Regions from separate parts of the Rattus norvegicus genome. Here region 1 is linked to region 2. The links are chromatin contacts, called in public Hi-C maps. All regions are on one chromosome and are shown on one strand. The core of a region is the stretch at or near the end of the contact, and the rest is flanking DNA. Distances in the headings are between cores, read along the strand shown. Region 1 holds the start of Sesn1 (sestrin 1). Region 2 has its middle 35 kb from the start of Cep57l1.

The links. Hi-C and Micro-C count contacts between places; a contact is called where the count stands out from the background.
Region 1: a contact with region 2 is called in a Hi-C map of psoas muscle, with 2.5 times the contacts expected there. The contact joins the promoter of Sesn1 here to the enhancer-like site in region 2. A contact is called at or near these places in 10 of 12 Hi-C or Micro-C datasets (the A7r5 cell line, Schwann cells, frontal cortex and 5 more).

What each region holds. Positions count from the first base shown.
Region 1 is chr20:46,944,381-46,949,979 of GRCr8, reverse strand. Sesn1 (sestrin 1) reads right to left here and starts at 1,261. Exons shown (of 10, transcript NM_001414937.1): 1 at 1,105-1,261. The coding sequence starts at 1,206.
Region 2 is chr20:46,908,755-46,913,998 of GRCr8, reverse strand. It overlaps a transcript of Sesn1 not described here. Among named protein-coding and RNA genes, the nearest start is that of Cep57l1, 35 kb to the right of the region's middle. Within about 2 kb of position 2,443, at least 5 of the 93 cell types and tissues checked have an H3K27ac peak or open chromatin away from gene starts, as enhancers often do.

The DNA of each region.
Region 1 (5,599 bases), core at 12-2,511, 37 kb before region 2:
GGAAATTCTAAGTCTGAGCTGAGGATACTGCACGAAAAACTGATGTCAGAAATAACAGAGCTGTTCAGGCACGACCACTAGGGTTCGTTTCTACTAAGAATGGGAGCAGACAGATCTGTGACGGCTTGCATACACAAACTGTAAATGTTAGCACAACACTTCCATGCTCTTTTTTTTAAAAGCTTCCCGAGCAATGTCTTATGGTTTATTATTGACACTGAGTATAGAACCCGGAGCCTTTCACATGCTAAGTTGCTGTCCACCACTGAGCTTTAAAAGTTATTTTTGAAGCTTGTTTTTGTTACATGTAAACAACCAGCATGCGATGTATCCCGTGAATGTTGACATCTAGAAAACACTTGGTGTTCTACACCCTTCATGGAGTCATTTACATTTTCATGACTATATTTACTGTTACGATTAATAGACTATTAAAAAATTGACCTGTATCATTTTAATGGGCAAAGCAACAAGATTATTCACATATAGACTTCTTGATTTAAGACAACCTAACGTTCTGATTTCAATTCCAATTTCAGTATTGACTCTCGTCCTTTTAGATTCTAAGCCTTTGGATGTCCAATTTAGCGACGTTTATTTCAGCAATTTTAAAACATCATCCTATTTGCACACTTAACACACACACACACACACACACACACACACACACACACAGATAGTTCTGCAGGCACAGCAGGAATGGTTTAATAAACATGAGCAAGCGCTGCGACGAGCACCACAGGGCTTGGCGGCGTTTTTTATTCCAGGCAATATCATTAAACGATTCAAATGTGTCTGTTTCTAAGTGCACGTCGGCAAGGGAAGGGTGACTGAACAATCTGTTTTGACCCGAGCGCCAGAGAGGAGAAAATCCACAGGCTGTTTGATCTGAGACTTCGGCTCTGCTGTGCGCACCGGCACAGCATAGCAGTCCTTACTCTGTTCGGAGACCTCCTCTCCCCTTACGCGATCTTGTCGCCCGCTGGGCGGTGCAGTCCCTTCGCCCAGGCCGCGCAGCCCTCGGAGGCGTTTGCGAAGCTACCCGTACGAGCTAGCGTCGGCGGTGCTTGGTCCCACGGCCCTCAGCCCTCGCCCGCTCCGTACCTCGTCCTGGCCGCGGCCACCGCCGCACTGGTGGCAGCCCAGCAGCTCCGAGACAGCCAGCGAGGCTGCGTACGCCTCGTTCGCCGCGGCGGCCAGGCGCATGTCGGAGGGACGGCTGCGGCCGCAGTCAGTCGCTGCACAGCTTCAGTCTGCACACGGCGGGGGCGGGGCAGGCGGCTCTGACAAACAAGCCGCGAGGCCCCGCCCCGCGTCCGTCACTCCACTGCCGGGCGGGCGCGCCCGCCAATGCCGGCCCGCGGGGACTCGTAGCCCCACCCCTTGGCGCTCGGGTTGGGGAGCGTGTGGACCAGGCCAGCAAAAACAAGCTTGAAGGCCAAGCGCCTAGCATGGAGCTGACACTCAGTTTGGGAACAGGCTAGCTGGGTGGAACCCTGGCTGGAAGATGCAATGTGCATCCCGGGACTCAGGGAAAGGCAACCTAATTTCCCGGCTCCGGGTTAAGGCCGGGCATTTACCCATAGGCAGTTAGCAACGTCATCTAGACGGACACTGGCAACACCAGGAGAAATCCAGCTTCCCTTAAATTGTACAAACTACCGAACCTTCTTCCTTTCTGATGCCCATATGAGGCAGAATGAGCTTCAAAAGCAGGAGACCATGGCCTATATTCAATGTAAAATTTATTCTTGGCAAGCGATGTAGAAACTATAAATATTTTCCTTGGCAGCAGGTCTCCCAATTGTCTTTCCTCAACAACTATATTCTATGGCATTACAACATCTAATATGCTCTCACAGATACCTTGTGTTACAAAGAAAACTCTCTGTGAAATCTAATGAGGAACTTGGAAAAACAGAGTTTAAGACATAAATCATTGACATTTTTAGATCCAGAATCTAAATCTTGTGCCAATATTATTTCCTTCCTTTGGTAGCTTTATTGATTTCTTTTTTTTTTTCTTTTTTTCGGAGCTGGGGACCGAACCCAGGGCCTTGAGCTTGCTAGGCAAGCGCTCTACCACTGAGCTTAATCCCCAACCCCGCCTTACTGATTTCTTAAAAGGAAAAAAAAAAAAGCTTGTTAACTTAGATCTCTTTTTTTCTATGTTTGTGTTTTCAAAAGCTTACAAGTTCAGATTAAGAAAAGAAAAAGTTAGAACACATTCAAAGGAGGAAATAAATGGAGCTTAAATGACTAAACATTGACAGACACAACCAGGACTTCAAGATGAAAATTAAGTTTCAGTCTTGGGTGGTGAGGTTACAGTGTATCAAAGAAGACTGTTACACTTTTAGCTCCAGAATCTTCCTATTTTGAAAGTCACCGTTTAAAATCGTTACTCTTTTTCTCCTGCAGGTAAGATCAATGTTGCAACTTCTTTTTTTTTTTTTTTTTTTGTTCTTTTTTTCGGAGCTGGGGATCGAACCCAGGGAATGTTGCAACTTCTTATAGCCCTCCCCTGAATCTTTTCTTCTTTAAGAGACGAAAGCTGCTTAATTAATAAAAGAGAGGCAACAGAGAGACCTAAGCTCTCTTCCACTGAAGAGCCACAAAAAATAAATGGTAAACTCAAACTTCTACTTAGCCATGAGCAAACAATAGAAATCCATTAAGCTAGCCCTCTTCAAATGAACTGGCTGCAAATGAGTAACTTAGAGAAATGAGGTTAATTGCTATGTGGGGTGGAAATCCATAAAAGCTAGTTTAAAAATGAGTGAAGCAGATGGAAACTGATGACTCTGAGATTGTTGAGTTATAGTTTTAGTTTATCTAGCAGGGTAGCCATATTTATTAAATTATTTAAAATTGTTTTTCATTGCAAAAAACAGTGAGTGCTTACCTTCCTAGTTACAGGGCACAAAGCTAAAACATGAATTCAGTTAATTCCAAGATAGTTTAAAATAAAGTGTCAAATTAAAGCTGTATATTGCATGTATAGTGTCTAATATTTAGAACTTAATAAGTATTTATTGAAAAAAAAAAGTTCAGCTGAAAACAGCCATCTCCTGTGACCAGGCAAGACTTCCAATGGAGGGACTTAGACACCAACTTAAGCCACAAAACTTTCATTTGTCCTGACTATAAGATATGCAGGGGCAAAGGTAGAGCAGAAAGTGAGGGAGTGGCCAACCAATGACTGGCCCAGTTTGAGACCCAATGCCATGAGAGAGAACCTGCCCCTGACACTATTATAATGTGTGTGTGTGTGTGTGTGTGTGTGTATGTGTGTGTGTCTGTGTCTGTGTGTGTGTGTGTGTGTCTGTGTGTAACATATAATGTTATATTTGCAGACAGGAGACTAGCATAGCTGCCATTTGAAGGCTTCATCCAGTAACTGAGGGAAACAGATACAGACCTACAGACAAACACTAGGTGGAGCTTGGGGAATGCTATGGAAGAGGGGGAGGAAGGATCGAAGGAGCAAGAGGGGTCAAGTGCACCACAAGAAAACCTAGTAACTAACCCCTGGGCCCATAGGGGCTCACAGAGACTAAACCACCAACCACAGAACATGCATTAGAGGGACCTAGGCCCTATGCACATACATAACAGTTGGCAGCTTCGTCTTCCTGTGGAACTCCTAAGAGCAGGAACACGGACGGGCTGTGTCTTACTCTGTTGCCTGCATTTGGATCCCTTTCCCCTAGTTGGACTGCCTTGTTTATCCTCAGCAGGAGAGGATGTGCCTAGTCTTACTGCACTTGACATGCCAATGCAGGCTGATATCCATGGAAGGTCTCCCCTTTTCTGAGGAGAAAGGGGAGAGGGGTGGATGGAGGGGTGGTGACTAGGAGAGACTAGGAGAAGAGGAGGGAAGTCTGCAATTGAGATGTAAATTAATTAATAAAAAACAGTTCAGATATACCAAACTAAATTAGAAACACTAAAACGTTTTTTCCAGATAGTTCCAATTATTTAATGCTGTCATGCATGAAGTGAAAAATAATTTAACTTATTCTAATTCAATAGTTCACTGAGAACCTTCAAGCTATTAAATATCCAAGATTCCTTAGCAGTCTCTAAAGACTGACCTAGGGGTTGGGGATTTGGCTCAGTGGTAGAGCGCTCGCCTAGGAAGCGCAAGGCCCTGGGTTCAGTCCCCAGCTCCGGAAAAAAAAGAAATTAAAAAAAAAAAAAAAAAAAAAAAAAAAAAGACTGACCTAAACACTTCCAAGAGCACCAACTTCTGCTCTCTTGCATAGACAGCACTATGAATTAGTCTCTTTACTGTCCATTAAAAACACTGCCCCAAGTCAATCTATAGTGGCCAGCAAAATGTATTAATTGCCCTGGAAATACCAGGTGGCTTTTGCTTCTGGGGATGTTTTTCCTCCAAATCGTTTAATAGAATGTTTGTGTTTACCAAGAAACTGATGTCTTGAGCAGGGTGGGAAGGTGTGCAGTGTGGGACACACTGAGACTGTCATAAACACCAAAGGACAAGACAAGCATCCTGCACGTGGGGCAGCCTACGGAGGATTGCACCTTCCTTCCACAGCCACTGAGAGTTAGCAGCACAGGCCGGGAGGGGGGCGGTTTATAAAGTCTGCTGTTTGAACGTTTCATTTCAACATTTTGTTCCTTTTAAGAAGAATCCTGGCACCTGATCAAAGAGGTAACAATTTTACTTTCCTCTAAAAATGTTCTGCCCAAATCACAAGCTGTGTCAAAGTGAGATTCATTTTCTCTGTTTGTGCCCTTCACAGAATGCCCACAACCTTCAGCTCTCACACTTAGGCAAAGCCAGCATCAGCAAATGGGCTGACCCCAGCTGAATGCTCAGAGTCCAGGCATGGCATGATCAGCCACAGTAAGCTTTGGGAGGATCAACAGAGGCATTTTGGTAAAAAAAAAAAAAAAAAAAAAAAAATCAGGGGAGATTTGGGAGCAGGGAGGCAGGCCTTGACAAATGCAAAGGGTTGGACACAGCAGTGTTTTAGGGAAGTCAAATGAGGGAAATGTCTGGAGCGAGGGGGAGGGAGAGGAGGAGGAGGCAATGTTCAGAAGCTTTAGGTGCTGTATCCAACTTTCATTAAGGAGTGAGTTTCATTCTTCAGGGTACTGTGGAGTTATTGAAAGGTTTAAAAAAAGAGCAACATTCTATCTGCATTTAGCTGAGGTTTAGAAAAACATAGTGAATGAGGCAAAATGGGGAGCAGAGAGATGTCAGAGAGGTGGCTGGGGCAACCCTGACAGGTGAGAGAGTGGCATGGAGCCAATGGAAGGAGGACCAGTGTCCTAGGAGGTAGTAACATGCTCCTTGAAGGAAGACTGCACTCTGGGTCTTGGAGTCCAGAAGACAATTCTCAAATCATTTGCTCTGCTGGTCAAGTCTTTTCTGAATTCATTGGATCTTTAACATTTATAATCAAATGTATGGTGGAATAGGCACAGTGTAGAAGAAAAACAGTTATTAAAACAATTCAACAAATGACCGACGGTGGCCATTCACAGACCGCATGCTTCAGGTTGCTAACCAAGCTCACAGTAGAGATCTGCAGTGCGTTCACCAGGGTCAGACTTGTGTTCGGTA
Region 2 (5,244 bases), core at 1,194-3,693:
TAGTGCCTTTGATTGTGTGGTCTTCTCCTCTATTAATGGTGGGGAGTGAGGGGTGCCATTCTCCTTTGTTCGTATGGTGCAGTATCAGCAGAAGGAAAATGATAGCTATATGCATATGCCAAACAAAAGAAAATGTCAGAAAAAATCCAAATTTCTAGTCTGCAAGCAAAATAAAAAAAAGAGATATGAAACAAGAAGCAAAAAAAAAAATGATAAGGAATAATCAGAATTAAAAACAGAAGAGAAAAATCAGTAGAACCAAGTGCTAGATCTTCCAAAGAAAATAAGATTTACAATGTGTAGCAAGACTGACAAGAGAAAAAAAGTGTGTGCTTGCGCATGAGTGAGAGAGAGAGAGAGAGAGAGAGAGAGAGAGAGAGAGAGTGTGTGTGTGTGTGTGTGTGTGTGTGTGTGTGTGTGTGTGTGTGAAAATAAGACAAACTGGGTCACAGTGCCCCCTGGGGACCACGCCTTTACCCACGGGTCTCCTGATTGACAATCTCTAACACGATGATTGGCTATAGCAGTCTGTGGGTTCATTTCACATTAACAGGAGCCACCTGCATGAGCAGGCAGCAGGTGGGCCAGCTCTTCCCAACAGGGCTCACCCCAATATCCCCTCTTAGAGTCAGTTGGGGAAGTGGGCTTGGGTCTGTGGGGAAGGTGGTACCCGAATCCAGTAGGCCCCCAGGGAAGACTTTAGAGAGCCCTCGAGGCTGGGGTCAGACACGCCATATATACAACTCCCAGCGGGTCCCTGGGTCCTTACTGCCTCAGACCAAAGAGAACTGGGGAGAAATGTGAGCCGGTGCCTGATGACTGACGGGGAGTGGGTGGGTGCCAGGGTGGATGCAGGGACTCCTGTGTGAGGTAAGGCTACAGCAGACAGCAGCTGAGTTACTGATCACCTTCCTTTGGCCTCCGATCAGCATCTTTAGAGTCATGGCGGTAAGCAGGTGGTGGACTTCTCTGCTGCTCTGACTCTGATTAAACCCACCTGGGGGAAGAGGAGGTGTGCTTGGCTAACGTAGCCCCAGCACAGTCTCCCATCGAGGGAAGTCAGGGCAGCAATGTGGAGGCAGGAAGCCACACAGAGGCCATGGAGGTTGCTGCTTACTGGCTGGCCCTCAGCGCCCATGCATTTTGTGTGCCTCCAGGCCCACCTGGCTAGGGGTGGTTCCACCAGCAGCGGGCTGGGCCCTGCACATCAACCATGAACCCAAAAATCTGTCTCTCAGACACTCACAGTCCAATCTGACAGACATGGTGACTCTAGCTGGTGTCAAGTTGACCAGAAACAACCAGCGCAGGCTCAATAACTATTGAGAAAATCAAATTTGTGATTTAAAAGACGTTTTTCTCATAGGAACTCTCCAAGTCCAGATGGGTTCGCTGTAGTTTTATTAAAGGGGAATGAACATCTTACAGGAACAGCACGATGTTTCTTAAGAAGGTCTAAGCATGACTGGAAAGTGTCGTTGACTCTGAATTGGATCTGAACCTGGCCTGAACAGCCACTGGCTTTCGGGGGCTGAGTCAATGTTACCAGATGAGTTAGATTAGGTGGAACCAGAGCGCTTGGTTCTGTTTGCTCAAAACACCTACGGAGGGAGCAATGCCAGGGCCTGCGGTCAGAGACTAATTCCTCCAAGGAGATCTCTTCTCAGCTGCTCTGAGGAGCCTTCAGATTGCTCGTGGGCCCAGATCCAGAAGAGACAAAGCTCAGACTGTTCAGAAGTCCCCAGAGTTTCTGCCCACTCCTGAGAGTCCCACCTTGTTGCAAGATGAATAGCCAAGTGACGGCATTTTTTATTTCTAACCCTAACCCTACCCCTAACCCTACTCCTACCCCTAACCCTAATTTCTACCCCTGACCCTGACCCTGACCCTAACCCTAACCCTACCCCTAACCCCTACCCCTGACCCTAACCCTAACCCAAACCCTAACCCTACCCCTAACCCTGACCCTACCCCTAACCCTGACCCTGACCCTAACCCTGACCCTACCCCTAACCCTGACCCTACCCCTACCCCTCACCCTAACCCTACCACTGATCCTGACCCTGACCCTACCCCGACCCTACCCCTACCCCTCACCCTACCCCTAACCCTGACCCTGACCCTGACCCTAACCCTAACCCTAACCCTAACCCTGATCCTACCCCTACCCCTCACCCTAACCCTACCCCTAACCCTAACCCAGCAGGTCTAGGTTCAGATGAGCACCCAGGTGTTGGCTCAGGATGAGTTGGAGGGGTCGGAAGATGTCGTCCTCCCTGGTGGGAGCACAGACAGTGGTATCCCATGGTCCCTCTGGGCTCGGGAACTGGCTCAGGGCAGCTTGATTGATGCTATTTGTGCACAACTGGCAAAGAGTGCACAACCCAGCAGAAAATGAGGAAATGTGCCCATGGTTCTGGCAATGCGTGGAAAAGAAGCTCAAGGGCACGCCTGAAGGCTGTGACCTCACATCTGTCCCAGCAGCACCTTCAAACTTAAACCACAGACCGCCCCTCCCAGAAAGTTCAGTGTCCAGATGTCTTGGAGGAGGGAGGGAGGCCAGTCACACTGTGACCCTCTCCCTTAGCAGCCTGAGTAGCAGACTCAGGCACTGGCTGCAATTACTCAGCCGGGCTGAGGCGCTCTCTTATCCCGTTCACCGATACTTGGATACTTGGTTTGGTTTTGTTTCTTTTGTCATTTGTCTATGGGACTAAAAAAAAATGTTAAGAGAGGGTTTTGTTTATTTTTTTATATAAGTAAAAATCATATGATCTGGAGTTTCTGTTTTCCTTTAAAATAAATGAAGCAACACAGTCCAATAAAAAAAGACTATGGATGAACAGGACCTTATTACAAGAATAATAGCAAACAATTCAAGAAATTCGAGATCACTCACCTCCTGTCCCTTCCACAAGCTTCCCTCCCAGTTTTCAGCTCCAATCTAGCACAGAGGCAAGAGGGGACCAGCACAGACTCTAGTAGTCAGAGGCGACGTAGTCCTCAAAGTATTAAGTGTCCACAGGATAAGCAGAAGTTTGTTATGGCAAAAATAGCCCAATTAGCTAGACTTTTCAAATGAGATGGAGTGGAGTCCCTTTAGTGAGAGCTTCTCTCAAGTTTCAATGCAACTCAGATGCAAACAGAATGAGTCTGAAACAAGTGGTATGTAAGCTAATTTCTGGAGCAAAGGGAAACTTTTATGAAAATATAAGAACTAATTTTTTAGATCAGTGTGGTCAGTGCAGTGCACATTCTTGGTTCCCAAAGGCCCAGAATGTCTCTACTCCATATTTGAGTGCATTTTTATTAACGGGAAGTATATTAATAAGGTAACTTTCATCCAAAAGTATTTTCTGAAGCAACGGACTCTGTGGTGATCTACATAAGTTATACCGTGCAGAACTGCTTCAATTCTAACTGGAGTTCTTGTGTTTTCATATGTAACTATCTGATTCACTCACTGCTCTGCATAGCAAAGTGGATCACATATATTAAGCTTGAGCAAATCTAGGGTTCTTTCATTAGAGATTGCTTTTGTAGCCATTATTTTATACCATATCTCTTATTTCACTAACTACAAGAAAATCTTACCTATATTTTTATTAGTAGCAGTTAAACTTATATTATGCAATTTTAACAATATTCTTTAGTTTGAGATTATCTCTTCTCTCAAATTATTAATTTTTTTATGATTGTTGTTTGGTTTCGTTTTTAAGATAGTTTTAGTACACAGCTTTGGCTGGTCTTGAATTACTGATTCCTCTGTTTCCTCTGAAGTCCTGGGATAACAGAAGTGTGTCACCACATCTGCCTACCTGAGTTTTCTGCTGATTGCTCAGATCAACGACAGACAAAACTTTACCCAAACACAGAGGTGCTCCACAGAGCTGCTCGCTGACCTCTGATTTCCACGCATGCTCCTTGGCACGTCTTCCACTAAATAGAGCTTTCAGTAGTGGCTGTATCATCTATCTACCTTCATGGTTTCGAGTTTTATGGTATTTTTAAGAAATATAATTTGGTAACTACTGAGAAGAAAAAATAAACAATTTAAAAATGAATGATAGTATTTTTAAAACCTAGTCATCATCACTAAGAAAATGACCACAAAATCAATCAGTGACTGGGAGAGATTAAATCCTGCAGTGCTAGTGTTTAAAGGTATGTGCCACCACACCTTTCCAAGCCTTTCTGTAAAGTTCTACAGCAATTGCACACAGTATATAGTTGACACACTGCCCCAGTTGCACTTCAGTTGCTGTGATTAAATACCGCACCAAACAGCAACTGTGGTTTACTGGGAAGTCAGCAGACACGCAAGGCAATTCGTCACCTCATATCTAGGAACAGAAAGAGAATACAACATTCATGTCTACTGCTCAGCTGGCTTTCTCAGCTCCTAAAACATTGACTGTGCAGCCCAAGAAGTGTTGTTGCCCACATTTAAAGCGGGTGATCCCTCCCCCATTATCCCAAGTACAGCATGCCAACAGGCCGACCTAACCTAGACAATCTGTACTAAGTCTCTTTCCAGGGGAGTTGAGGTTGGAGTGAATCATACACTCAATAAATTTTTGCTGCTAGGAAGAGTAATTTTACTGCCAAATATTTTATGCAAAAATATAGGAATATAGAAAAAAACACCAAAAATATCCTCATAACTATTTTGTATTTCATCAGTAAACTTCAAATGTTTCCGGTACTTATGAGCAGTGAGAACTTTTCTTCTGTAATAACTAAAAACATCAAGTACATTTTTAAAAACTAACGTCAGCTGGGCTAACTGCATATTTATAAGATGAGGCAGAAGGATCTCAAGTGCAGGTGAGGTTAAGTTAGCAAACATTCTCAGGGCTCCTTTAATCCACACTTTATAGGCTAACTCTCCCTCCAATAAGCTAAGCGTCATTACTGAGAATGCAGGAAATCAAAAATAGTCTTATACAGCACTGAGACATAGCTTAGTTAGACTGTTTGCTCGGTATGTGCAATACCCCGAGTTCTATCCCCTGTGCTTCGAGCAAACAACAGAGCTCACTGCCGTCAAAAGTCTGCTCGTGGCAGGTGATGGACCCAAACTTCATTTCCAACTCCCTTCCCGGGCCTACTACGGACGCTACAGAAGTTAAGTACTTGGTTCCCAATAGCTTTGCAAGGCCGTGGTACACAGCTCTGGCTAATGCGATGCAAACGGAAGATTGCCAACAGACTCCTTTCTCTTCCTCTGGAACAGTCTGTGAG